2 separate regions of the Hordeum vulgare genome follow, and region 2 is linked to region 1. A link is a contact called in public Hi-C data. All regions are on one chromosome and are shown on one strand. The core of a region is the stretch at or near the end of the contact, and the rest is flanking DNA. Distances in the headings are between cores, read along the strand shown. Region 1 holds the start of LOC123399874 (histone deacetylase 14). Region 2 holds the start of LOC123395724 (LRR receptor-like serine/threonine-protein kinase RGI5).

The links. A called contact is a pair of places that touch in the nucleus more often than the background predicts.
Region 2: a Hi-C map of leaf shows a contact between it and region 1, with 6 times the contacts expected there. The contact joins the promoter of LOC123395724 here to the promoter of LOC123399874 in region 1. A contact is called at or near these places in 3 of 6 Hi-C or Micro-C datasets (leaf and seedling) and 1 of 1 datasets of contacts at active chromatin or transcription factors (embryo).

Annotation. Positions count from the first base shown.
Region 1 is chr5H:248,418,466-248,425,553 of MorexV3_pseudomolecules_assembly, forward strand. LOC123399874 (histone deacetylase 14) reads right to left here and starts at 4,440. Exons shown (of 9, transcript XM_045094256.1): 1 at 4,353-4,440; 2 at 3,872-4,122; 3 at 3,442-3,516; 4 at 2,655-2,756. The coding sequence starts at 4,395. It overlaps LOC123399876 (cx9C motif-containing protein 4), which reads left to right and starts at 4,525. Exons shown (of 4, transcript XM_045094259.1): 1 at 4,525-4,617; 2 at 4,708-4,904. The coding sequence starts at 4,819.
Region 2 is chr5H:248,817,412-248,824,499 of MorexV3_pseudomolecules_assembly, forward strand. LOC123395724 (LRR receptor-like serine/threonine-protein kinase RGI5) reads left to right here and starts at 4,629. Exons shown (of 2, transcript XM_045090750.1): 1 at 4,629-7,088. The coding sequence starts at 4,866.

The DNA of each region.
Region 1 (7,088 bases), core at 3,190-5,689:
AGGCAAAGCATCAGGTTTTTGCAACACTGGTTCATCAACTGTTACTGTTCTTTTATCATTGTCAGCAGCAGCAGAAGCTTCTGCAGAGTGAATAGCATCAGGTTCAGGAAGCACTGTTTCTATTGTCTGTAACATCAAACCAGAATCAAGGGCAGCCTCCAAAGGTTGATCATGCACAAGTGGTTCCTCTAGCTGAAGAATAAATTCTGGTTCCATGGCTGCAACTACAGGTTCAGGTTGAGGGATATTTAAGTCAAAGTCAGCCACCACTTGCATCTCAGGCATATGTAGGGGTGCTGGAAGCTCCTCAAAGAGATGCAACTGTGGACCACCATCTGCAGATTCAGCTGTACTGGCAGAAGCACCTGGTAAACCTAGAGACAGAGTAATGCCACTGTTTTCATCCTCATTAAGCTGAGCAACAGGATTTTCCAGAGGGGCCATGAGATCATTAAGTTCCAAAAATTCCCCAGCATGAAGCTCAGCATCAACCAGATTTTGCTGATTTGGCATTGCCCAATGACCCCACCCTTCCTCTTCCTCTGCATTTACTAAAGTGATGTCTGCATTGATGTTTTGGTGACCATTAATGTGTTGTTGAACATGCTCATTGTTCTGAAGGAGGTGGAAAGCAGCTGGGCCAACAAAAATGTTGTTCTGATTGGGATGGTGAAACTGTTCAAGAGGTCTTGGGTAAGGGTTCCAATCAAGGGGCACTGGGTCTTCATCTGCTGGTGGGCCACCCAGTGGGATGTCCTGGAAGATGACCACTGGGCAGGTCCAGGAGTGGCCTCTGAAATTGCTGGCACCAGAGACTAGAATACTGGCAGGCACATCTCTAAGAGCATCCATGCTAACTTTAACAGCAACAGCACCATCAGAAGATTTTGCTCTATCCCAGGATTTTGCTCTATCTACCAAAACTAGCAGTTGCATTGGACAGCTCCTGAAACTTCCTCAAATCTGCAGGAAACCCTACTAACAACAGCCAAACATCTCTGGAGAGAGTGAAATTTTTCCAGTTGAGGCCTTCATCATGTTTTTGAAAAGCAATGCGGATATCATCATAAGGATGTGGCCCTTTGTTAACAAGCAAATCCCTATCGGCCACACTGTTGAGTCGGACAAAAGCTTGCCTGAACGGACACTTTGAAATGGATTCAACTGCAATGCGCCTAGAGTGAAGAAACTCCAACAAGATCTCTTTGACATTAGCAAAAGCTACCTCACCTTGAGGCATTGGGACGATCGTGGCGATGGCGAGGTTCTCATTGCACTGAACTAGCGGACCATGGAGGACCCTGACACGGGCCGGACTCCCTTGGACTTCGATGGCGTGACATCCAGCAGGCAGAAATGGCGAAGGATCGAAGGGGAAGGTGGCCATCTCCGGCGACGGCGAAGGTGACAAGCTCGAGGTGGCTAGGCAGGTTTCTCCAGACAAAGGGAGGGAGAGACGCAGAGACGGAGGAGGTCGGTGGGAATGCGAGTCGCCAGGGGCACTTTCGTCAAGATTCAGGGGTCCATTCTAAGCAACTGAATGAATGCGGGCTTGAGCGAGGGGACGCGAGCTGTCGCTGACTGCGGGACCCTTCTCCATCTGATGGCTGGCAGCGCGGCAATCATCCAAAACAGGAGGATTCTGTCTCAGATTAGCAGGGTAATAAGTCATAACAGGGGCACTGATTGAGGTCTTCAAGTGGCAATTAGCCTGAATGTGGCCCGGCCTGTTGCAGCCTTTACAACGGATCCTGCTAGTGCATTTGGGCCGCAGGTGGCCCAAAGAGAGACAGCAGACACAGAAGCTTTTCTGCTGGGCTTGGGCCAAAGCTGGATCAGAGTTGCGAAAAGAAGGCCTGGAGTTTTGAAAACCCGAGGAAATCGCCCTACCCAGCGCAATGTTATTGGGCGAAGTTAAGACAGGGTTTAAATCCGACACTAATTGAGCAAGACGTTCAGAAACTGAAACACGATTCGAAATGGGAGATCTGGAAGTTTGATTTTCAGAGGGGAAGATCCTGGGAGATTGAACCACATTTGCATATGATAGTCTCTCATTTGAACAATTGACTACAGTCCATTCTCGATCAAGTTCTTGCTGATAGAGACGGAATTCTTTTTTGAAATCCAGGCCACCATTGCCCCAAAGAAGAAAACCAAGATTAAACAGATCTGAGGCAATATTTCCTCCTTTAATAATAGCAAATCCAACTTCTTTGGAAGAAACACTGAACTTGAAAGACCAATTTTGCAGCAGGTAGCTTTGAAGCGGGATGCATGACCCCCCAGGCAAGATTGAAGGATAAGACTAACCGATTCAGGGTTGATGCGAATCTTGGATCGAGGGAACTCAGCGACCATGATGAACTCCCGATGCTTTCCTCCCTCAAAATGATTGATGCAAACTCCATATTCTTTCCAGATGAAGGCTTCAAAGGCCAGCCCTGGCTCGAACTTGAGATCCGAGAGCCATCCAGAGAGGTCTCTAAAGCTGTATTTTTTTATAGTCGATTTGATATATTTCCAACTAACAAGATTTTAATTCTTTAAGTTGGGAAAGGTAATGCAGATCAGAAGCAATTGCCCTGGATTCTTCTTTTTCTTCTCTGCAAAGTAAGGCTACGACAATAATAAGAACACTTGATGGCAATTACCTTTTCGAGTCCAGTGATGTATGTTCTTGAATGAACTCGTGCAACATCATCAAGTGAAGCAGGGTAGAAATTTCGGATTTCAAGAATCTGTGAACCCCGATGCTGAATACAAAACAAATAAGATGTCATATAGTTACAAGCTCATGTCAGAACATTGATTTTTTCCAGTGAGATGTGATAGAGTACAGATGAGGATATGAGAAAGAAATATGCAAAACTTATCGAGATTTAACTGAAAACACTTAAATTGTACTCCCTCCGTTCCATATTAGTTGTCGCTTGTGTTGAAGTGTATATGTGGATTGCCAAGCCCTTTCCATCAGTTGAGAATTTTGGTTGCGTTGACTAGTGCATGAAGCTTAACATAGTATCAGAGCTAAGGTCTTGGAATTCAAGTCCTGGCTTTCGCAATTTATTCAGAAATTGCTGCTGCCCCCTCTGTGTCCACATATAGGCCTCTTGAGCCATACCTCTAAGTCTATCCGGACTATTGATTGCGTTGGCTCATGCATGAAGCTTAACAGATTGTACTAAATCAGCGACCACTAATATGGAACGGAGGGAGTATCTTCTTCTTATTATTGTTTACCTATCACTATAGTCCATTTTTATCATGCAAGAACATGCAACTGCATACTTTTGGAACAAAATAGAGCATGCCACTTTTAACTAAAGTATACGCACTCGGAGAAATTTAAAAGATAAGGGCAAAAAAAATCTGTTAAAACTTATAAAATGTAATATTACAAAAGTTATAAGAATCCAAGGTTCTATTTTGCTTACATACCTTCGATGTAAGCTCCAATTTTTCGAGAGCATCAACTATTGCTGGCACTCTTTTGTTTGATTCTGGATGTGCTTCCTAAATATCATTATATAAGTATATTAGTATATAAATTAGACAATACAATTTGACATGTCATGATTATGCTACGATGTACCATTTGTTTTACATAATTTACACTTTGGAGTTTGGACACACAACTTATACAGTATGATTTGATACCAGGATGTCCCTAAGCAAAGATTGTATATAATATAGCTCGACAGTAAGTTATTCTCTTGACAGATTGAAGTTACAAAACATAGTTGGATAGGATACCTTTATTCCCCTCAGTTTGATCAAATTTAGTACTTCAAATCACCCAGCATCTATATATACATACAAATACTTGTGACCTGGATGTGAAATCAGCGAAGCATTAGAGATAGCTTACCTTGTTATGACCCATGGCAGGAGATGCACAATAGAGGATGCGAGCATCACGAAGCAAACTACCCGGCAAAGACGAATCCTTTGGAGCACCATTTACATGTGAGACAGAAGCTCCATTGTGACTCGCTGCACACTGTGCAAACCGACCCCCATTCAGGTTCTGATTTCTCCCGGTGGTTAGTAAGCTGCTCCAGGTCAGGGGATGATGTGTTCCATAGACACGGTACTGTCTGAGCAAAGGAAACGCCCTTCCTGAGAGACGTGGCAGGCAGTTGTCTAAATATGTTATGGAGGTCAGGTTACTGCCATACACGTATAAACAGAAAACAGACTAAATGAGCAGCAAAAGGATACCAAGAACTCTGGTAAACTGGGGACCTAGTTACGCCTGGGCATTTACACAAGCAGGTGGTAGGCAAGTGACATCTACTAGTGGAAGCATGAATCGGCAAGCGACGGAGCAAGTGGGTCTACCATCCTACCTCCAAGCATCGGTAGGGATGGTGGTATCCGCAGCAGCTCCATCACCTCAGTAAAAGCGCTCTCTCTCTCTCTCTCTCTCTGGCTCGATCTCCTCTTATCCTCCCTCGGTTGAACAAGAATCACCGTCGCTAGCGGCTCCGTTCGCTAGTCGCGTCGCCACACAACGGAGCGCGAGATGGGCTGGGCAGAGCCCAAGCCCAGTCTCACTCACTCTGGGCTGAATGAGTGGGCCGAATCAACTAGCGGCTCCGTTACAGAATCACCGTCTGTCGTCTTTCAATTGATTTCTTTGACCCCCTCAAAAAACATTTTTTGATTTCTTTGACTTGTTGGTTCGATTTCTCTTCTCAAAAGAAACCCCAACACCGGCGTCGGAGCAGCGGCGGCAAGCAAAAGAAAGAGGAGGAGCAAGTGGTCATCTTGGTAAGCTATCAACAAAAATTACAATCAAAGAGGAGGAGCGAGATGGCGCAGCCGAGCAAGGAGCCGTGCAAGAAGGAGGCGTGCGACATCCAGGCCTGCCTCTCCAAGAACCTCTTCGATTCCAACAAGTACGGCCCCGTTCTCTCTCCTTCTCTTGCTCTTACGGTTGCTGCAAGGGATTCATGCTGCATAGTTCTGGATAGTAACTGGGGGGTTGGGGAATTCGAGCCCGATGCTTGGGCATGCCCTGGGGTTGGGATTGGGGAGACCTAGGTAAGCATTGGAGCTGGACCTAGTAAGAATTGGGATTTAGGAGCCATCGTGACCTCATGCCACGGTGGACTTCCTGTCAGGAACAGAGTTACTGACGAACTAAAACTCTAGCGAATAACAACGAACTTTGGAGACTCAAGTTAGGCCAAGGGATGGATCTATTGCCCAGCAAAGGGTAAAAATGAGTTGAGCATGCCGCCGGCGGCTTAGGGTTTCACCCACACATGATTTACATGCCTCTAAGGGCTGGAACTAGTGGGCCAGTAGAATCTATGGCGGAACGCCTTGGCCACCAAGGTTCTAGAGGCGGCATGATGCCCACAATTCCCCTGGTGAATGTCTCTGAGGATCTCCTGTCCCTTTTCTGATTCGACGCAGCGTTGGAACACGCCGGTCACGTTGCGCCGTACTAGCTCGCGATTGATGATGGCATAGGCTGCAGACCTGCGCTGGATCTGCCTCGCCTCCGCCTCGTCCTGAGGAAGTTCGCCGCGGAGGAGGAAGGCCAGGATAGTTTGAGCCCATGACGGAGCCGACACAAGGGTTGCCTCCGCCTCGACCTGACTGTTAGGGGCTTCTGCAGCCCCCGAGCTTGATGGAGCCGCGGTCGTGGACTCGAGACAAGGTGTCTCTGGTGTTGCTGCGGCAGTTGGCTCGCCGTCTACCTCCATGACGTCCACCCACTGGGTGTCGAGATGATAGGATTCGAGGCCAGGCGGAGCCGGAGTTGTTGTTGCAGCCGGTGCCGGTATTGGAGTCGGCGTGGCCAACGTAGCCGGCACAGAAACTGTAGCCGGCGTAGTTGGTGGAGCCGACGGCGCTTGCACCGTGGACTCGGCTGGTGCCGCTATTGGAGTCGGCATAGCCAGCGTAGCCGGCCTAGGAGCTGCGGCCGGCGTAGCTGGTGGAGCCGACGGCGCTTGCACCGCAGAGTCAGTCGGCACGAAGATCGATGCCTACTCGGGAGACGGCCTGATAGACGGCTTATAGAGTTGCTCGAGGGAGACGCCGGCTGGAATAGCCTGTCTCGTGGAGCCGATCTTTGCCAGTGTATCAGCCGCCTCATTTTCTGCCTTGGGAATGTGGTGGAACTCACGGCCTTCGAAGGGGCCGCTGAGCTGCTGGATGAGGAAGCGGAAGCTTGCCATGTTGGCGTCCCTGGCGTCCCATTCGCCAGAGACTTGCTGTACCACCTAGTCTGAATTGCCGAAGCATATGAGCCGCCGGATGCCAATCTCCTTGGCGAGCCGGAGGCCGTGAGCAAGTGCTTCGTACTCGGCGACGTTGTTGGAGGCGGCGAAGTGGATCTGGAGAGCATACTTGAGCTGGTCCCCTTTCGGAGACATCAAGACGATGCCGGCTCCCAGTCCTGTCCGCATCTTCTAGCCGTCGAAGTGCCTTCGCCAACGCGTGGAGTCTGGAGGCGGTGGCTCGAACTGGGTATCGGCGGTGGCAGCAACAGGGTCACCAGCATCTGTTGACGCCTTGCCGTGAGCCGTGCTGGTGCCGGCGCCGATAACCATCACCTCCACGGCGTTGGAGACGGCAGCAACGTGGTATGGGGTGAAGAACCCCACCGACGGCGGAGGGCCGTCGAAGACGAGGACGTTGCTAGGATATACGTCATTGGCAGGCGTCTCAGTGATAGAGAGCCTGCTGAAGCTGGCGCAGAGCGCCTCAACGTCGAAGTCCTCGCCGAAGTAGCACGGACCGTCATTGAGACGTAGATCGCTGAAGAGGATGCTGAGGTTCTCCATAGCAGCGACGACAACGCTAGGAAGCGCCTCGTCATCAGAATCTTCGTCTGAATCCGCATGGCGGACGGGGACGTCGATCATCATCGGTGTTGCCTCGTCGAAAGCGGGCTCCATGGGCATGCAAACTGATCCGGACGCGATGCATCCGGTGGTGTAGGTGCGGGGCCTCGCCCAGCGCGTAAAGCCAGCCGATGCCGCGATCGGCCCCACGGTGGGCCCCAAATGTCGGTGAATACTCACAACATATGCCATAGGTAGGCTAAAGTCGGTGAGAACCGAAGG
Region 2 (7,088 bases), core at 3,379-5,878, 400 kb after region 1:
ACGCTGGCATGAATCACAAATGGCTTCACAATTTTGCTCCCCAACAAATGGGAGTTTATGCTTGCTAAGAATTTGATAAACAATGTAAAAAGAGGGATGGCCTAAACGACGATGCCACCGTTCTGAAGAGACTCTAAGAGCTCCAAAAGCTTGTTTATTGAACTTGCAAAGTGTGGGAATTAATGGGTAGAGACCATCCACGTATCTACCGCGATAGAGAACCCTCCTCGTTTCATGATCCTTGCTCAAAAAGAAAAACGGGTGAAATTCTATAAAGACACCATTATCAAGGGTAATTCTATGGACAGAGGCAAGATTTTTTTATGCTTGAGGCACAAGGAGGACATCATTGAGATGGATATCACGATGAGGGGTTTTAATAGTAGATTGACCAATATGGCTTATCATCATACCTTGGCCGTTTGCTGCGGTGTTAACTTGATCATGGCCATGGTACTTCTCGTGCATTGTCAGCATCTCCATGTTAGAGGTGATATGTTCATTGGCACCAGTGTCGGCATACCAATTCGTGTCCACACCATAGGACACATCTGCGGCAGCTGCAACCTTCTTTTTCTGTGAATCTTCATAGCGCCAAAGACAATCTTTTGCCATGTGATTAGTTTTCTTGTAAATTCAACACTTCCCTTCATATTCATCATAACCTTGAAAGTTGTTGTTGCCGCTGCCGTAGCCACGACTGTAGCCACCTTGGCGCCCCTTATTGTTGTTGTAGAAGGGACACCCATGATTGTTGTTGTTGTAGTGGTGACCGCGACCACCATTGTTGTTGTAGTAGGCAGGGCCACCACCATTGCCGTCGTTTTTGTTGGAGTTATGGTAGCTGCCGCCACCACCGTTGTTGCCGCCACCACGATACCCGCCACCACCATTGGTGGGTTTAGGCAGTCCGCGGTTGTAGCTCTTGCCGCCGCCCACTCGATTCCTTGCATCCATGTTGGCTGAGGATTTGAAGCCTCCCGCACCAGAGCCATGAAGAGCTCGACCCTCTGGTCAAAGTTCGATACCATGGCGAACAACTCATTGACAGAGAAAGGCTCGACGCGAACATCCAGGGCCGAGATGATGGATTGATAAACCATATCCAGCCCCGCGATGATGAAGGACAGTACCTCCGGTTCTTCAATGGGTTTACCTGCAGCTGCAAGTTCATCCGATAATGATCTCATATGACCAAAGTAAGCAGTGGCAGATTGAGAGCCTTTGTGGGCATTAGAGAGATATATATATGCTGATGTTGTTCACTTGAGATTTGGATTGGGCTGCAAACATGTTGGAGAGGGCGCTCCAGATCGCATGCGATGTCTCCATCGAGGCAACCTGGACTAGGATTTCTTTTGAAAGGTTTATGAGCAGATAGGCCACGATTAGGAACAATATGTTCCTTTCCATCAGTGGTTTTGGAGGAGATTGTTTTGGTAGGCTCTGGGGTTGTCTGGTCGATATACCCATAGAGGCCGGCTCCCATGATCTAGGAACGATTCTGGGCACGCCATAGGATATAATTGGTGCGGTTGAGTGGTTCGGAGGTGTTGTTGTTCAAGCCCGATAATGAGCTTGAGGTGGAGGAGGAGGCCATGGATGCATGTTTTGATTTGGATCTGAAGAGAGGTTTTGTGGCGGCTTGGTTTGTCTAATGGAGATCTAGATGTGGAGGAAGAATATGGCTCTGATTACCATGTGAGAATTGGTAAAGCGTCTCAACTGTCATACATGACAGCCCGCAGGTTATATATTGATCAAGACTTGGGTTACAAGGATTCGTTGGTGATGTTTAACCAATAGATAGATTACAGGAGGTTTGGAGTTAGAGAGATAGAGATAAACTTAACAGCTCAGGATAACCGTGAGCCTAACAAACTAGGATCTGAACGATATCCTTTAACAATTTCAACACAAAAGGAAAAATAATGAGGCTATTCAAAGTCTCATTCCAAGTATGGTGTGGGGCTAGGTCAGGTCAGGTGCAAATGGGACGACGAGAAGATGATTTAAGGGGGAGAGGGAGAGAGTATTGCCCATTTTTTAAGAAATCCCAACACTTGCCAACAATTTATTTACTTTTGCATGCTCTTTTCAGGCGGTGTTTATTTATTTTTATTTAAAATATTCACATGGTGTTGTTGGTATATACTACCTCTGTATCATAATATATAACGTTTTAGCAATTCAAATAAACTGCTAAAACGTCATATATTATGGTACGGAGGGAGTAGTAGACAACTGGAATTTTGAAATAGTCGCATCACATACATAATCATTTCTTTTCTTTCACTAATATTAAATTTGTTGTTGAATCATTTTATGGAGTCTGCTAAATAGGGCGGAGTTTGTGTTTTCTCTTCTTTCTATTTTTGATAGTGATCCTCTCTTTGTTTACTTTTGTGGACAAAAAAAAAGAGGTTAGACGGGGTTCCACCTCTCCCTCCTAGTCCATCAGTAAGATCTGTTTTGAGGTAGAGCCACACCAAAACGTGTTTGATTGGTCAAGATGGTCTTCCATTTTCCAAGTTCCAACGTGTTATGCGTCCTTTTTCTGTGGTCCATGGTTTATACTCCACATACTAGCTCTTTTGTTCCAAGAATCTCGTTTGCATTTCACACCTGTATGAACTGATGTTGCTTTTAGCTACGATTCGTGGAACAATAGTACGTACAATAGTATTTCTGCTGTTTTTAAATACAAGTTGTACTTATTGTGGAAAAACCGTTGCCGAAGGTGCACAATTTACTGTAAAACCTACCGAAGGTGCACAAATGTTCTGCAATTGTGACACAAAAAAATAGTCGGTCACACCGACTATTATAACGCGTTTTCCTCTATGAAGTCGCAAGTCCGAGTTAGAGTGGTGTCACCCTTCCTTTTTTTTTTAATTTCGCGATCGTGACACAGCAAATGGACTGGCCACTGTGCGAAACGCAGGCATTTGGAAAAAATTAAGTGGGCCGGTCTTGTAGGGAGTAGGATGTGCACCTGGTGGAACATTTTTTAAACAAAAAATTTAAAACGGGCCGGCCCATTAGACAAATCCCAGTTGACACAATGTTTCGGTTCGATTTAGGCCGGGGTTGCATAGTTTAGGATACAATAGCAAAAGGGCTCGTGCGTTGCAACGGGAGAAAAACAATTAAATCTCCAATGATGCTGATTATATTATGTCTTTAAAATTTTAGGACATTTTTTGAAATGCATGAACATTTTTTGAATTAGCAAACATTTTTTTCAATTGCACTCAAAAAATAATACACATTTTTTTTAAAAATCATGGACTTTTATTGTTTTCACCAACATTTTTCTCAAAATTATGAACGTTTTTCTGAATATGCGAATATTTTTACAAAAACCCCGAGTATTTTTTGAATTCACAAACATTTTATGTTTTCTTCAAACTTTTATTTCAAAATTCTCAGTTTCATAAATTGCAAAAGTTTTTCAAAGTTATAAATTATTTAAATTAAAAAATGGAACGGAAAAATTAAAATAAAAAACGAGACTAAAAACAGAGGCACAAACTCTTTTTAAGATTTTTACACGGACTTTTGTTTGAAATCATTGAATTATATATTTTATGGACAATTTCTCAAAATTTAAACATTTTTTTGTATATGCAAACATTTTTCAAAACTCCTGAGTAGTTTTTGAATTCTCAAAAAAATTATGTTTTTTTGAATATTTTATTTAGAAATTCTCAGTTTCTTAAAATTTAGAAAAGTTAGTTGAAGTTCTAAATTATTTAAAGTATAAAAAAACAAAATGGAACTGAAAATAAAAATAAAAGAACTAAACCAAAAAAACAGGCACCCACGAATGGGCTGGCCCAAACAGGTGTGCTGCATCTTTTTCCAACGCCCAGAGCGTAATATAGGAGGTGCCTACATGGGCCGGCCCAGTCCGGAGATTTTTCTGTTTGAAACGTTTTTATGACTTATAGGAGGCATTGATGGGTAATTTTAGTGAACTTTAGGGGCAATTTGAATGACGTACGGCAGAAGCAATATTTGCTTTATTAGTAGGTAAGATTTGTAGTTGAAAAAAATTAGACTAGTTTTTTCAACAAGTATTGTGATATTGAGAAAGTAAATTTCTTCCTCCGCTCCTAAATATTTGTTGTTGGAAAGAATCAGACTAATTCTTTCCAACGACAATACGATACAGAGGGAGTAAATTTCTTCCGCTGTTCCTATATATTTATTGTTGATGAGAACCAGACTAGTTTTTTTTTCCAATAACAAGTACTTCCTTCGTTTTAAAATAAGTGTTTTAAGTTTAATACAACTTTGTACTAGAGATAGTACAAAGTTAAAACACTTATTTTAGAACAGAATGCTATTATGATACAGATGAAGTAAATTTCATGCAAGACATGGCGTTCATGATTGGCCCTCAGAATTTAGCATGCAAAACTGCAAATCCAAGCGAGAAAACCACACACAACAAGGGTTCTCACCTCAGGTTTCGTGTTTTCTCTTTCGAAAAATAAAACTCAGGTTTTGGTCACCCCACCAAATACGTCAGTGAGTGAGTGAGTCAGTCAACTCAGATTTTTTTTTCCCACCAAAAAAAAAAAAAAAAACTCTGGACCCAAACAGAGAAGATCCTCTTCCGTCTCGCAAGAGGCAAAGACTGGACAACTGCAGTCTCCCCTTTCCCTCTCTACAACTACAACCCTCGTCTCGAACTCGAATCCACAAATGTCGACCAAAACCCGAGGGCACGAGCACCACACAGCCATGGCCTCCCAGAAACCCGAAGCCTAGGGGAGTCCCTTTGGCCTATTGCTCCAGCCGGCCAGGATCAGCAGGGAGCCAATTGAATCAAGAGAAAAGGCCGAGGGTCGCCGGCCATGGGGGACGGGAAGAGGTACTGTTCCTGCTCCTCTACCCATGGCTTCTCGGTGCCGCTACCGCTCTTCTCCTTCTTCACCTTGTTCTGCCTCCATCTGTCCATCGCCGCCGCCGCCGGCAACCCGCCCCTTCCTCTAAACAACACGCAGGAATCCATCATGAGGGATCTCTCGCGCTCTGTGGGCTCAGCCGGGTGGAACACAACCGTCTCCAATCCATGCCTATGGAGGGGAATCGGTTGCTCCCCTTCTAACTCCAGTTCCTTCTTGGTGGTGACCAAAGTCGATTTATCTGGCTACTCCATATCCAACTCCACGCTCTTTGCCTCCTTATGCTCTCTCGACACCTTACACTCCCTCGATCTCTCCAATAACTATTTCGCCAATTTGACGGGCCATTTCTCTCCTTGCCCCATGACTGCCGGGTTGCGGGTGCTAAATTTCAGCAGCAACCGTCTGTCGGGACGACTAGGCCATCTCTCCGGTTTCTCTCGACTCGAGGTTCTTGATCTCTCCTTCAATTCCTTCCTTGGTACTGTGACCACCCAATTGAGTGTTATGCCTAGGTTGAGGAGCCTGAACCTCAGCTCCAATTATTTGGTGGGTGCTGTCCCTCTAAGAATGGCTAGCTCTATGGAGGAGTTGGTGTTGTCTCGTAATAGTTTCAGTGATTCAATTCCAAGCAGTCTGTTCAGTTATTCAGACCTCACCCTGTTGGATCTTAGTCAGAACAGTTTCACTGGTGATGTCGTTGATGAGTTCCGGAAGCTGCCCAAGCTCAGGACCTTAATCCTTTCTGGTAATAACCTGACTGGAGCAATACCGGCGAGCTTGTCGAATGTCATGACGCTCACTCGGTTTGCGGCTAATCAGAACAATTTTACTGGTTCTGTCCCTAGTGGTATTACAAAGCATGTGAAGATGTTGGATTTGAGTTATAATGGTCTGAGTGGGGAGATCCCCTCTGATCTCCTCGGCCCCGCGGGATTGGAGACTGTTGATCTCTCCAGCAATTACCTCCAAGGACCAATTCCTAGGAACTTATCTTCACACCTCTACCGCTTGAGGCTTGGTGATAACAAGCTCAATGGGACCATCCCGGACACCATAGGTGATGCCTTGGCCCTGGCTTATCTTGAGTTGGACAACAATCACTTGATGGGAAATATCTCTTCACAGCTTGGAAGATGCAGGAACTTGTCCTTGTTGAATCTGGCATCGAACCATTTTCAGGGTCAAGTGCCTGATGCAATCAGTAACCTTGACAAGCTGGTAGTTCTGAAGCTTCAAATGAACAATCTCAGGGGATCTATCCCAAGTACATTTTCTGATTTAACAAACCTGAACACTTTGAATCTTAGTCTGAATTCATTCACGGGAGAGATACCAATGGGAATTTTCAACCTTCCAAAGCTTTCCAACTTGAATTTTCAAGGGAACAAGATCAGCGGTGCCATTCCAGTGTCAGTCAGTTCATTGCAGTCTCTAATTGAGCTCAATCTGGCAGATAATTCCCTCACTGGTACCATCCCAACAATGCCGACCAGTTTGAGCGCAGTTCTCAATCTTAGTCACAATCATCTCAGTGGATCTATTCCTTCAAATGTCGGTGTTTTAAAAGATTTAGAGATCCTTGACCTTTCATACAACAACTTGTCTGGTCCAGTGCCATCCTCACTTGAGGGTCTACAGAGCTTGACAAAGTTGGTGCTATCTTATAATCACCTCTCTGGGTCCCTTCCTGCATTCCGTTCAAGTGTGACTGTTGATAGCACTGGAAATCCTGATCTTACAAATGGCAAGGAAAGCAGTAATGACTCTCCTACTAGTAGGAAGACAAGGACACATACTGTTGTCATTATTGTTGCTATTGTCAGTTCTCTTGTTGGACTGTGCTTGCTGGCTGCTATTGTTATGTTCGCATTGTCCAAGAGAATTTATCGTGTGGAAGACGAAGGACCATCAACTGAAGTGGGTGTGTGTCAAGTCATTGACGGCCACTTCATAACAATGAGCAGTGTGCACACATCTGGAATTGATTTTAGGTATGCAGTGAAAGCAGTCTCCAATCCCAACAACATATTCCTGAAGACAAGGTTCTGCACCTACTACAAGGCCATGATGCCAAATGGATCAATCTACTCTGTGAAGAAGCTTGATTGGAGTGACAAGATATTCCACGTTGGTAGCCAAGAGAAATTTGGCCATGAGCTTGAGGTACTT